Regions from separate parts of the Gasterosteus aculeatus genome. Here region 2 is linked to region 1. Evidence: chromatin contacts called from public Hi-C data. All regions are on one chromosome and are shown on one strand. The core of a region is the stretch at or near the end of the contact, and the rest is flanking DNA. Distances in the headings are between cores, read along the strand shown. Region 1 holds the start of rassf10b (Ras association domain family member 10b). Region 2 overlaps mical2a (microtubule associated monooxygenase, calponin and LIM domain containing 2a).

Region 1 (6,960 bases), core at 1,535-4,034:
AGTGTCTGAGTCGTCGTCGTCCACACAGTGAGCTTTAGACGGACCCCCGGCCTGCGCCACCCACTCGGGTTCCCTCTCCAAAGCGCACGTCATCCCCATCTTATCATCAGTCCCGGGGCCACATCTCTCCTCGTTGGCGCTCCCTTCCTCCATCTCCAAAATCTTCACTTTCTCCAGCAAATCCCTCATTTCCTTCTCCCTCGCTCCGCAAATCTCCCGGGTCAGCTCTAAATCGCCCCCAATAGCATCTAAATCCGCGTTGAGGCGCAGACCGACGTACAAACTCGCCTCCAGCTGCGTTCTGATCCTGTCCTCTTCCCAGAACAGCTGCTTCTCTGACGCTGCGTCTGGCGCCTCGTCGGGCTCGGCGTCCTCGCGCTGCAGCTGTTTCCTCCGCCGCATCCAGCGGCGGTTCAGCTCCTGCTGGACCTGCGCCGTGAACACGTCCACCAGGGCTTCTTTCTCCCGCAGCTCCTCCTGCAGTCGAACCACCTGCTCGCACCGCCGCACGTACTCTTCGAGGCTGGCGACAGTTTGAGCTGAACGCACGCGGTCTCCGTCTCGGCGGGCAGCGTCCACCAAGTACGTGTCCTGCACGTAGTTCACCCCGTGTTTATCAATTCGGTCGGAATGCACCTTCGCCTCGCACGCTTCGATGTCCGCGTCCAGCTGCGTAATCCTCTGGAGCTGCTGGCGCATCGTGTGATCCTGCGAAATCACCAGATGGACCAACGTTTCGATCGTTTCCGCGGAGGACGCGTCTCTCTGCGCCCTCTTTCTATTGATCCTCTCCAGCTTCCTGAAAGCTTTCCTAACGACGCGCCGGTGTTTCCCGGGCGGGATGCCCCCCTCGGGGCTCTTGGCAACACGGGGCCTGTGTCTGCTGAGCACCACCCGCGCCTCTGCGCCGCGGGCCCCGTGGCTGGCCAGAGACGCCTCACTTTTCACCAGCAAAAACTTCACGTTGCTCCGCTCCTCCCCCCACGCGCACCACAGCCGGAGCATCTTGGTTTTGCTCGGCAAGGTCCTCTCGAAACCTCTCCATTTCTCCACTATGCAGTACGCACGCGGGCACGCGGCGTCGGGGAGGCCGCGCTGCGCGTTCTGCTCCTCCACGAGTACTTTGACAACGTCGGCGCAGGCTGTGCGCTTCGACAAGCCGAAGACGAGCTTCTCCTCTCGGCAGACCCACACCGAGATTTGGCCCTCCTCCGTCTCCATCGCAGGTGTCTGATGAACCCCAATTCTTCTAAATAGAAAGAAGGAAAAAGTTTTTTTTTAAACCGAGTTAAATTCGCATGTCCGTCAAAATCTCCTCTGCGTCCGATGTGCGCGATGTGGCTGATGGAGCTGAAGGGTTTAGGGTCCTCCAGTGCACTTTCCTGGTGCCAAATCCAGGTCTGCCCTCACGAGACTGCCTCTGCTGTGACCACATGACTTCCACCCACAAGCGTCAGCGGCCAGTTGTTATTTGTCTATGACAAGTTGGAGGTTAATGACGGTTATTGTATATTCCCATATACAGCATATACAATGAATTACATAAAATGAACATTTTTCTGAATATAGAGCAGACACTTCATGCAGTCCCCACGGCCGTGGGGCAGAGGCGCAAAGAGTGTTATATTGAGAGATCTGAGTGGAGGAGAGGTGACCTTCTGAATTACTCGTTTGTGTTCAATGATCTGAATATTAATACTAATATAATTTTGCTTTTGCTCACATTCGTCTCCAAGAAAGGCCTGGTATAGTTTTGGGAAGGGGTTTCGATGGTTGCTGCTTGTGTCCCTACAGGAGGGTTACTTGAGGCTTATAATGACCATGTGAACCTCTTGGATAAGAGGTGTGCCAGCTTTTGCTTGTGTATTTTTGGTGTCCCAATAGTTTTAGCTTTAGATTATTACCATGTGTGTGAGAGAAGGTTCATACTCGTCTTCTCAGACAAGCCAGATCAATTCCTTGACATGTGAAAGCACACAAGCCTCTACATTTTAAAGTGTTAACTGGATTTGCAGGGCTGTCAATTCTCAGCAACTAAGCGAGATTTAAAAGATCTGTTGCCGCCATGTCCAATGAAACTAGCAAGCTGTCCCCAGGAGGAGTGTTTGTTACAGTGATCTCATGACATGTCGACAAAGTGGCCGCGGTAGAAGGTAAGTAGCTGGCAGCACCACCTCCAAACCAACAGACTATAATTCAAACAAATGTCCCTAAATCTAGCGAGAAAGTCACAGCCGGCCACACAGCGGCAGCTCGTCTCTACAAAAAGTCTAAACACGGCTGGTAGGGCTCATAGGCAGGCAGACCAGTAGGTGTCTGTCTAATAAGTTCATGCTAAGCAACAGCCACAGGTAAAGGTTTTATTATTATTTTCTTATTTGTATCAGTATTTTATTAATGGATTTCTGCAGCCCTATCATTGAAAGGCGTCATATTGATGTAGTGCAACCTCAAAGCAAAACGCTATTAGAATTGTTCGGCTCGCTCAGAGCACACACGTGTGCACATGAAATACTAAATATGAAATGATTTTGCTTGCATTCAAGAGGTAATAGTGCAAGTGTAATTTATGGATGAACAATTCAGTTCCTCTTGGTTCATGGGCACCACTCTTTATTTAACTATGTCAAGTACGTCATTAGATATTTTGCAGAAAAGAAAGTGTTTTAAATGTCATGACTTATGTGACTGCATTTTAATTACATGCTGGATAACATTTAGCGGTTCCTTAATGGTTGAACTCAAAGTTAAATAAAACCTGTTTCTTAATTAAAGTCTCCCTGTATACATTAATATATTACAGTTGGTTGCATGGGGACACAGGCAGATCAACATAAAGCAAGTGACAGGCTCCATCTGCTGTTGATCTGAGGTTTCTGCAGTTAAATGAGGCCTCGTCCACACAGATTCATGTTGCTGCTTCAGGGCATAAATGTTTCACTGAAGTGACAACAAAAGCAGGCTGTTCATTTTCAGATTTATTTAACTTCAATATCGTATACATACAAAGTATCTAGAAAGCTACAAAAAAAACTACTATTATCAAGAAGGCGTCATAATGTCACGGAGCAAAGACAAGACCAACTGCAGAACACAGAAACACAGCAGAGCTTCTTTTCTCTCCTTTGCTCCAAAACCTTGGATACAAAAAGATATCACACACCTGTACCAAGAAAAGCTAAGCTATATCATTTTGTACAAAGCACCTTTTTACAAAAAAAAAAGTCTGCACACAAAACCCAAATGTGTGTACGACAACTATATGTGAGCAGTGTGAAAAATCACTTTAAAGCCACCATCTGAAAATGATTGTGAAACAAAAAGGTACCAGTACCTACTCTGTCGACGGAATTACAAATAACAAGAGCTAAACTGCTGATATGTTTATATTTATGATTCCTCATGTTTCTTTTTTAATGTGTCCATTTCATTTTAAAACGGTCCTCCAGACATTCATGTCGACCAAGGCTGTGAGTGTTTAAACATGTGAAAATGTACCAGCAGTGCAGCAGCCACATCATTATACCATCTTATCGGGCTCGCAATATGCAGACGATGTCATCACAAAAACAAGAACAACTTTATACAAATACAATAGGAAAACATCTCACTAAGTAATCAGTAAATGTGAACGAATACACGAGGTAAACGAGAGAAAAGAAAACCCACGAAAACTCCACAGTGTCTGCAGGACTGTGGCAAAATACTGAATGATTGATTGAACTTTATCCAACATTGTCTGCAATTATTTAGAGCTTCTCTTATTAAAATACCTCATAATTGTAAGTGTCTCTACGGTCCTTCTGGTGAAAAGCATTAAACCTCTACGAATGTGTCCAGACCTCCAGAAAATTAGCTTCTGAAACCGTTTTTTGAAAGAATTTCAACCACATAAAAAGTTATGGAATTTGTAGCGTATAAGCATTAAATAGTTTCCTTTAGGATCTGAACGGTCAATGATCAAATCTTGTGTCTTGTGCCAGCTGTGTCAACTGCATCATCAAAGGTAACCTTGTGATGTTTTCACATCGCGCGAGTGTCGTGGATCCAGAAGAGAGTTTTATGTTTCCCAAATCCTTTTTAAAAACACACTCGAACCTGCAAGTGTGCAGGAGGCAAACAGCTGCAGTGTCCACACGAGTTGACATTCTGCGTGCAGTTAGTGGGCGCACGGTTTTAGCAGGTCTTTCGGTCTTTGAACTCGAGGAAAGAAATATGTTTTCTTCAAATACACAATTTGTGAAATCAATGAAAAATAATCGTTTATCTTTTTTTACTTATGACAAGCTTTCATCCTCCTGTAGCAATAATCCTTTAAAAAGGCAATGTGGTGATTGGTTTAAGTTGTGTAATTTTTTGGTCTGGCAACATTGAATTTGTACTTTCTGTTCAATCTTTTTGAAGCTGGACATTTTATACCAAAAGGCACTTCCTCGCTACCATGCAGGACAGGACAATAGATTAACTGTATCTCTGTATTTTTGGTCTTTTAACAGGAAAGGCAGTCAGTCTGTTTATAGTACACTTGTAGAAAAGAAGGCTGATATTTTAGGAACACTTACAGCATTAGAGTAAAATAGAACCTGTTTTATAACTTTTTCTGAGCTTAATTAAATTAACACACTTCAACAAAAGAGCACTGCCTTTTAATAACGTCAAGAAAACTGTATTTCTAGGAGTGTACCAATAGTAAGAAACATTATTTCTCAGATGTGAAGAGGTACCAAGTAACATAGCGGTGACTTATTTTTGCCTGTTCCATCAAACAGATTTTGGACTTAGAACAAAAAGGAAAATGTTAGAGTGTATACTAAGGCACTGTACATCTACACTTTGGCAGACGGGATTGTACAATTCTTACACAATGCAAACAAAAGAGTCTTCCTGCGCAGTGATCACAGTTTTAAGGGGCATCTTTTGGAGTTCTCACAGCTTTAACATGTTTAAGGCTCGGAATCGACGTAGGCCACGTAAACATGTGAACACAGCGTGACGACGTGAAGGCAGTTTGGAGTCTTTTTTGACACCAACATCGCAGGGGGGGGGGGGGGGGGGGGCGACGATATGCTGAGCCTTTAAGAGGACAAAGCCACAGCGTACTGAACAAGGCCTTCCTTCTACACGTGATTTATAGTGTGCTGATTGAGTATTGTTCTAAAACCACAGCTGCAACAGAAATAAGTAAGCGTTACAAAAGGCAGTCCAGGCGGGGGAACAAAGTGCTTTTGGACAAGATGAGTCAGTTCCGAGTCATTTCTGCAGTACTTTCACCTGTCTAAAGTTCTCCCATCAGTTGTCACAAAGAGTTGTAGCACAGAAATGTTTAGCGGGGGACAAGACCTCCTACATTTGCGGGCAAAATGTTGTTAGTACTTTCACAGTGCAATAATTCAGTTGTTAGTGTCTAAGACTTGGAGTGCTTCAACAGGGATAAATAAACGAATGAAAGCAGAGTCTTTTTTAAGAAAAAGCAGTAAATATGCAATGTCCATAACCACTCGCTTCTAACTGTCCGTGTAGTGTTTTCTTAGTTTAGTTTCTTTGGAAAATCTATTGGCTGTTGGTGCATGACTGTATATCTACAGTATGTACGCTCACAAATTATGAACTACAGACACACGAAACACACTCAAACATATTACACAGACCACATCAGGCTGCTGAAAGAAAAAGATCAGCATCCTTCTTTTTCTTAATATACATAACAAAGCAGAAGAAGACACATATTTCCATTTACCAAATTAATATAGTAAATTCTTTAAAAACAGCCACATTTATACCTAAAACAGACCAACTCAACATTATTATAAACGAGAATTCTCGTATTCAAACATAAAACAACTGTACCGTAATTCACAGCTGCAGTCAAATAACAAACACTTTATATTAAAACAAATTTATAACAACTGACTTCACCCAATACCATGACCAAAAAGCATTGTCGGTGTGACTTTCAGGTAGAGGCACTGCCACTTGTCTTGAGGTTGGTAAGTCCATGTAAATAAAGAGGAGGGATTTGGGGAAGCTCAGAGCCTCTCATTCCTTTACCAGTCTGTAGATATGATGCTGGGCGCCGTGCTCACTGTTTGAGACCTCAAACACACACGCCATACACAGCAGTGTCTCCTGCGTGTCCCTATTCGTCACCACCTGCAAGAGAACACACAGTCACTTTCTGGTGTACACGTATTCAAGGGAACAGAAAACACAATCAGATAATCAGATAAATGTAAAGATTTGACATCACAATGAATAAATTATTTCAATATACATGTTTTAAAGGTAATATCTTTCGGCACATGTAAGTTAAAGGGTAAAACAAGGTCCATAGGTTTCTACAAGAACGTGGTAAAGTGTTTTAATGTTTAAAAAACACAGTATTGTTCTCATATGAATGTACCAGTGTTCACCCTCTGTCTCTCCAGACCCCGTCGCATATAGAAACACTGTTTCTCCACGGATATGCTTCAGTATCAGTTCCTCCTGAGCATTTCTAAGACAATGTTACAAACATTTTCAAGCTGCAGAGGGTTTTGGCCCCGTTTGCCCTCCTGACTATGCCCGTCTTTGAATTTGTTTTTTCCTTTTTGCCCTCTCTTGGAGTGCTGAATGACCCCGCGTGATGGCTAAAAACAGAGGTTCCCTCTCCCTATAATCCCCGGTTTTCCCCTGCAGATAATGGGGCTCCTCACACGGAGCCTCGTCCCCTGTGGAATGAGGGCAATGCAAGAAGGACGAGGAAAACTCCTTCTCGTCCCCGACAGCCTGGCAGCAGAGGGAAGGAAGGAGAAGGAGAGTAGCGCGGAGGGATCTCGCCCACTTCGCTCAGTGTGGTGATTACCAATAAGATTGTGAAGTTCTCCAGCACGCTGTTCATCATATATTTTTCTGGCAGATGTTTTAGTTTGTGGATGAAGTTGATCATGTATTCACACATGGGAGACCGACTTATCCGGTAGA
Region 2 (6,960 bases), core at 1,857-4,356, 59 kb after region 1:
TAATTAAAAAGTTATGCTCGGTCACATCATGTGATATTAAAACACGCTTTTAGGGACCAAAAAGCCTTAATGTACCATCTAAAGAGCTAGCTTTTATTTTGTTGGGGGGATGTAATGGAAATGGGTGCATTAGAAGAGTAACAGAGAAAGAGATGCTCACAAATTATTCATGAATTTTGAGTTGACAGAGAAACAACACGGCATGTAGAGAATAATTCATCGACAAAGCTGTATGTGTTAGTTTAGAGGAGAGCTTCAGGTGCATAAACGGCTACTTCGATACTATATGACTGTACGCCAGTAGTAGTAACGGATAAAGAAAGTGGGGCCTCTATTTAATGTTTTCACGTTTCCACACTTTTCAAAATACGGTAGAATGTATTCTCATCATAATAACAGTAGTGGGAGCAGAAGTCATGGTGGAAATGATAAATGGTGGACAAAAAGTCTTCAAAAAGTACCCTTCACAATTTTCTCAAAGAGCAAAGGAAGAATAGAAGTATCAACCAAATCTAAACTGTTGTTGAAAGAGTCAAGGACGTTTTTGATTAAGTAGAATCATGTCTTACAGCAGTTTCTTAAGTCGATGGAGTCGTGAAGGGCATCCCTGAGTAGTTTCCATCACAGTACATACCTACCTTTCATTTGAAATCAGGGTGCACAGAAATGCAACTAATGGATTTTATAAACCAGGTAGTTGTGAGGTGAAAACATAGTCACAGAGATCAATGCACATTTCTATAAATGTTGCTGTATGAACAGCTCAATAAAAACATTAATTGCAGTTATCAGATCATCATGAAAATATTAAAAATATATATTTTTTAAACCAGGAAACGGTTTCACACTCCATGCAAGGTGAGTTTAACAGAGCCGTGAACAACTTTGTTTTGCGTTTATTTAAAACTTGTGAAGAGGGATCATTGTAATGTGTATTCTCGTGAACAGAGGAAAACTCCATTTAAGATCTAATGGTTATAAATGTAAATTAACCTGAACAAAATGACATTTGATTGAGCTCTCTAAAGAGCAGAAGAGAATTTGTTGGTTACAAATTTAGGAAAATATTATTACTCACCTGGAAACAGTGGTCTGTAAAGGTGGACATTGGAAGTTCTCAGACATAAAACTGCAAACATCTGCAAAACCGTGACAACTCCATTGATGCAATCAAAAGCTCTAAGAGAGAATGCACCTTTGTGCATCCTTTTAACGATTGGTAAATACTAATAGAACTGATTTTCATCTGAAAAAGTTGAGAAGAAACCTTAAGAGCAAAAAGAGAAAAAATGAAGCCTGATTGGACGTTTGTTGGTATCTTTACATGTTAGTACTATTTCTCAAATCAGACATTAATCTCAGTGTTCATACTATTGGAACCACTAGAAAAGCAGATGTATACAGCAATTTAGGGGTTTTGAAACAAGCTTAGTTAGTACCATTCCCAAAACAGCCAAAGGATGAATAACGAACGCTGAGGCCGCTCATTAGTTATGAGTTGAGTTACGTCAAAACGTTTGGTCAGTTACGTATCGTCAGTATCTCCAGCCACATCACAAGTATGACACATTGCGACGTGACCATGCAGGTGATCACCTTTAAAATGTGATTTCTCCCAGTCATCAAGCAGGCTCACACTCATAAAAGGCTTCAGCTGAACAAGAGGAAAAGAGAAAACAGATCTAAAACACAGAACATATAGACACAAATAACGGCTGGAAGTAGAAAAACTTTATGAAAATAAAGTAAAATACTGGCATTCAAAATGAAAACAATATTGGTCTGTTGACACCATTACACATGCTGTGTTGATTGTCTTCCCACAAATGTATCAAGTAAATATTACACAAGTCTAGTCAGTGTGTCTAGTTCTTTGGTATCTTATAACACTGTCAACCAGAGTATATCAACTGCAGCAGATTGAATACATCAAAATTAAATATTTTGTAGCTGACAACAAATCATCAAAATAATATCCAGCACATAAAATAATGACAATATTATTTTCAAAATATTTCATAAACCAAACCCATGAGGATTGAGTGCGTCACAAGCATCGTTGAATAAGATTAGTGTATCTGAATAAGAAGCAACCGTGTAGCTTCCAGTCTGAGAGGCAATAACATACTTTACAAATAAGGCGAAGAGAAGTAAGCTAATCCAAACACATAACAGCATGCTCACCTGCTTCTATTGTCTACAGTAGATCAGAAAAACTAAATTGGCTGTATTGTTATACAGAGAGAGGTAAAAAAATAAGAAAATGGGGGAGGGGCGCATCTCATTTTGTTTTTATAGTTTTTCTAAACGTCAACAGTAGATGGCAGCAAATTAATCTTAATACTGAGAGAGCAACTCACCAGACAGATTCTTTGGTGTTAACCATTCAGGAATCTAAAACTAAAAACTGCTCATAAAATTAAACCGAATGGTAAGTGTATAAAAACAATAATTGAGAGAACGGTTGTCGTGTCCATAGTAACACTCAAAGTAAAGTAAAAAGCACATGACAAGAGCACATATGCATAGTCAATAGAAAACCAGTCCTGTGGTTACTGTTAACTCATGAACCCGCTTTTCAATGTGGCAGTTTACTGCTGCGCCAACGAGGCAGATAAAGTGCATCAAGTTAGTCGGTCAAGAAATTTTAACTGCCAGATCAATTTTCCAAGAGTTTGTAAAACGTTTTACAGCAAATAGGATTCCAGCAGTATCAACTACACCGGCCGTTTTATTTTCATTCTAACTACATTGAAATCTGTTAATTTTTTACCTTATTCTAACTGTGCAAATTATGTAGAGTTTCCACATCAAACCGACTGCAAAAATGTTTGGTGACGCTTTCTTAACCCCTGTAGAAATTAGCAAAAAAAGCTGCAAGAGCAACCTGCAGTGTCTCTCCTTTGATACACGAGTACGTCCCAGACACAGAGCCGTATCATCAAAAAAAAAAGGAAAGTAAACAATACAAAAGGTGCTTGTGCATGGCAACAAATAGCATCATGACCAGAAAACTCCTGCTAATGTCTCAGTCACGTATTTAACGGCATTGGAGTCTGCTGAGCGTCTAGATGAGCCTTTGCCCTATATGCTCCTGCAGCAACAGCAGGAGAGGCTGCAGAGCGCTGGGCCCGTCAGGCACAGCCTCTGTGTTCATCTGCAGCAATACCTCTTGCAGTACGAGCAGCAGGGGCAGACCTACGCTCAGGAGCTCGTACAGGGACGTGTAATCTTGGCCATTGTGCCGCAGGTGGCCGGCGAGGGCCCGCGCGGTACCGCGCACACGGCGGGACAGATAGCAGGGGGCGTTGCACACTGCGCGGATCACACCCAGGGGCCTGCTCAGGTGTTTCCTCATGAACGAGCTGAAGATACCTGCTGAGGGTCCACTCGGCGGGTCCGCCGTGCCGCCGGACTCCGAGCTCGGTCCATCGTCCGCACATTGCTCCTGAGCTCCAGCTGCAGAACGATTCTAAGACAGACGACAGGGGCAGTTTTACGCCTCTGAGTAAATATTGCTAGAGTAAGATGGAAACTTTCAGAAGGCCAGTGTACTCACTGAACGCGGGGAAAAGTTCCTCTGTGGGTTTGTTCCATTGTTCCTTTGATCAAAATGCAGTTTGCAGTACAATTTTCCTGTAGGATTACAGAACAGTGTCAGTACAAAGTAGATGAATTAGTAAAATCTGAGGAGAGATGAGACCCGTTGAGACACGTACCCTGTTCCGAGTCAAAAGCATGTGCTCCCTGTCGCAGGGCGGAGCTGCAGGTGGAGCAGCGGAAACACTCCCTGTGGAAGAAGAGCCCCTCGGCACAGACCCTCTCCACCATATAAACACGCCGCTCGCATGAGTGACACTTGTCACCCGAGGGGGGGAAGGCCCTTCGGACTGAGCTGCCCTGGGAAATAGAGACCAGGCAGAGATGACCACTAACAGCTTGAACACTGACTTTAATCAAAACAAATAAATAATAATAAAAAGCATTTACCATTACTTAAACCTAGTTAGCTAAAAAAATAAATAAACTGCACAATGAATGAATATGCTACATGCAAACTAACTTCACAATTTGATTGACAAATATTCCTTCATCAGAAGTAGGAAGGAAGTTCAAGATGCATTGTTCATGTTGAATATTTTCTACAGGTTTGTATATATTTTGTAAGGAGCTTCGTGGAACACGGCGGGTATTGCATGCAGGATGAGTGAGAATGTGACACGATGAGGATTACACAGCTGTTTTAATGAACGCCTTTCATTTCAGGTTCACCTCACGGGTAGAACATCTTCTCTCGGGGATATTATGAGTGATAGTTCAGGTCCATGAGTCTCTGTGTCTGAGCTCCTTTTCAGGGAGGGTGATTGCTGTCTTCACCTTTAAGTCTCCGACCTCATAATCATTTGGAACTGCTCACTAATATTCAACTCAAAAGGATGAACATTATTAAGGGAAGCAAGTAAGATAATGATAAAAAAAAGTTTCTCATGTCAATTGCTTTTCTGGAATCAAATTCAATCCTAACACTGGGTTACAGCAGTGGTTACTTCATTTTAAATGGTGACATCTGGCTGATGAGTTAGAGCAGACTGTGTGGGATGAGTGGAGAAGGAACACACAAAGTGCCACCACAAGAACGCACACTTCTCTTGCTTTGAGGGCTGCTGGTAATGAAAAGCAGAAGGGGCACACGGCTAAAAGCAAACGCTCTTATGCAAAGCAGCAGCCCCAGCGCGTAAATGTGTGCATTATAATTAAGTATATGGTTAAAATGTAAATCTTGGGCTTCGATGCTCTGCATGCTGCCTTTAAGGTTATTAAGATAAAGATATGTTGAGCTGAAATGTATATCGTGAACATGGGCCCGTTTTGGCAGCTGAAGGTGCAGCTTGATAAAGCTACGGTAAGATCAGATAAGATCTCTAGCTCCGAGCCTGACAAAGTATAATAAAGTCCCTTTACTGGTCAACTTAACTGAAATAAATCATTGAATTATTGTGAACATCTCTCTTGCATCTAGACAAATGAAAGTGTCCAAAAAATATATGTGTTGTACTAAATAAAGGACAAAAGACAAAATTGGCTGTGCGTGTTCCACATGCACACACACACACACACACACACACACACACTGTGAAGGTAATGCAGGCCACAAGGCCAGAGCAGCATCACACACCAAGCTGGAGATAGTCACCTCGAGTACAGCTGAGCTTTCTGATGAGAACAACCCACTAAGGTGAACAGCTTTGTCCTTTATACTCTTTGAGTGAAATTCTCTAGCCTGTTGTGTCTGAGCTTTTTTCTGCAGGTTGACACAGGACGAAAAGAAGAGCCGTCAGCTTGGCCTCCTCAGCACAGTGAGACACATTCCCCCACTAAGACATGGAGCTCTCTGTAGACATAATTAGGTTGGGTAATAAGCACTTGATGAGCAGTGCGCGGTAAATGATGAAAGGCCTTTCTGTTCTGCTTCCCCATTAAGAAGCAGGATTTGACGGTTAAATGTGTAGGCCACAGAGAACAATGACGTCGGTGTGCCGAACGAAAGCCGCCGTATTACGTTAATTTCACAGCCCACTTGATGTGGTCACTCATGCTCTACTCGAGCAGGAACCCAAGATAGACTCGCACCGAAGACCTGGCACAGAAATCAGTACGTCGGTTTGGCACCAAAGATGAAGGCGTTAATAAATCCCATAGTAAAGTATTGACTTCTTAGGGTTTAAATAAGCGATGGCCAAACTACAAAGCATATCAAATAAAAGAATTATCATAAAATGTAAGATTTGTTTTTAAACTTTAAGAACAAAGTTGAATTATCTACGCTGATTCTAAAGGGGTCAGCACGTATAGTCGGGATACAGAGACAGATAGCTATTGGACGGGCTTAACACAGACTGCAGAGGCTTCGCTAAACACCTCCTGGCTACCGATCTGTACTGTGGCCCGGTGCTGGCCGACCCGTCTCACACAGTCCGCCCGTCTGCCTGTCTCAGCCCGCGGTCACATCTGTAGGCCTTCTTGCCATTTTTGTCAGGCTGGATAATTAAGGGGCTGACTTCACACAGTTACCTACACATTACACAAGCCTAAATGTATAATCAGGGCGTGACGTATAATCAACATTCACTCAGGGGCATTTTTTGGGGGGGATCAGCTCACGGAACGACACAAAGGCTTGAAAAGAGCAGAGAAAGAGTTAAAGACAGTTGATAGACAGATAGTGATCACCTCAGAGACGTGTTCGTCCACCTCCCTGAGGCGCCGCAGCACTCTTGACATGAAATCGATTGCTGATTGGCGGGAGGCAGAAGAGGAAGCAGGGGGGTCTGCACTCTCCGGCTGAGCCTCGGGCTTCGCCTCAGAACGCGTCCGATCAACATGTCTGAGCTTCACTAGTGAAAATGGGTGTTGGGATTCTGGCTGGAGGGGAGATTTGGGCAGAGTCTTTGAAGGCAAGCGCACTAAAAGTGCCGCTTCTTTTCTGATACTGTCCTCCAACTGAAAGGGATAAATACATCAGTGCACTTGGGGAGCTGCGGGTTCACTCCTTTTCAAGCAAATCCCCCAAAAAAGCAAAAAAACGGTGAAACTTGAATTCCCGTAAGCACTGCAGAACTACACCAGTTGTTTTGTTTCAGCACATTAGCTACAAATCTTCAAATATTTTTGCAATTTTTGTAAGGCCTTAGCTATGCTAGCACAGCATCAAAATCAATGAATATTAAGTCTATTTGAATGTTTTCCAGTCATTATTTGACAGTAATTTAAGTCAAGAATTGAAAACCTCAGAGTCTACAACCAGTAGTTACATTTAACTTTGAATTCACGCCACGCTTTTTTACACCTATGTTTGCTTGTCTTTTTGGGTGTATCATCATCTTGATTACTGTTTGTACAGTTTGTGTGACCACAACCAGACTAGCTGCATCGCAGTAGGAGGTTTAGGTTTAATGTTCT

Evidence for each region. Hi-C and Micro-C count contacts between places; a contact is called where the count stands out from the background.
Region 2: a contact with region 1 is called in a Hi-C map of skeletal muscle, with 2.8 times the contacts expected there. The contact joins the enhancer-like site here to the promoter of rassf10b in region 1. A contact is called at or near these places in 4 of 6 Hi-C or Micro-C datasets (skeletal muscle, tail fin and whole body).

Annotation. Positions count from the first base shown.
Region 1 is chr12:11,889,398-11,896,357 of fGasAcu3.hap1.1, forward strand. It overlaps rassf10b (Ras association domain family member 10b), which reads right to left and starts at 2,785. Exons shown (of 1, transcript XM_040203115.2): 1 at 1-2,785. The coding sequence starts at 1,221. It overlaps tead1b (TEA domain family member 1b), which reads right to left. Exons shown (of 13, transcript XM_040203103.2): 12 at 6,842-6,960; 13 at 2,966-6,150. The coding sequence ends at 6,037.
Region 2 is chr12:11,947,810-11,954,769 of fGasAcu3.hap1.1, forward strand. It overlaps mical2a (microtubule associated monooxygenase, calponin and LIM domain containing 2a), which reads right to left. Exons shown (of 24, transcript XR_013451472.1): 17 at 6,232-6,501; 18 at 5,195-5,302; 19 at 3,720-3,900; 20 at 3,560-3,636; 21 at 3,376-3,472; 22 at 1,597-1,654; 23 at 1,079-1,139. Among protein-coding and RNA genes, the nearest start is that of LOC144385283, 17 kb to the right of the region's middle. Within about 2 kb of position 3,107, at least 2 of the 9 cell types and tissues checked have open chromatin away from gene starts, as enhancers often do.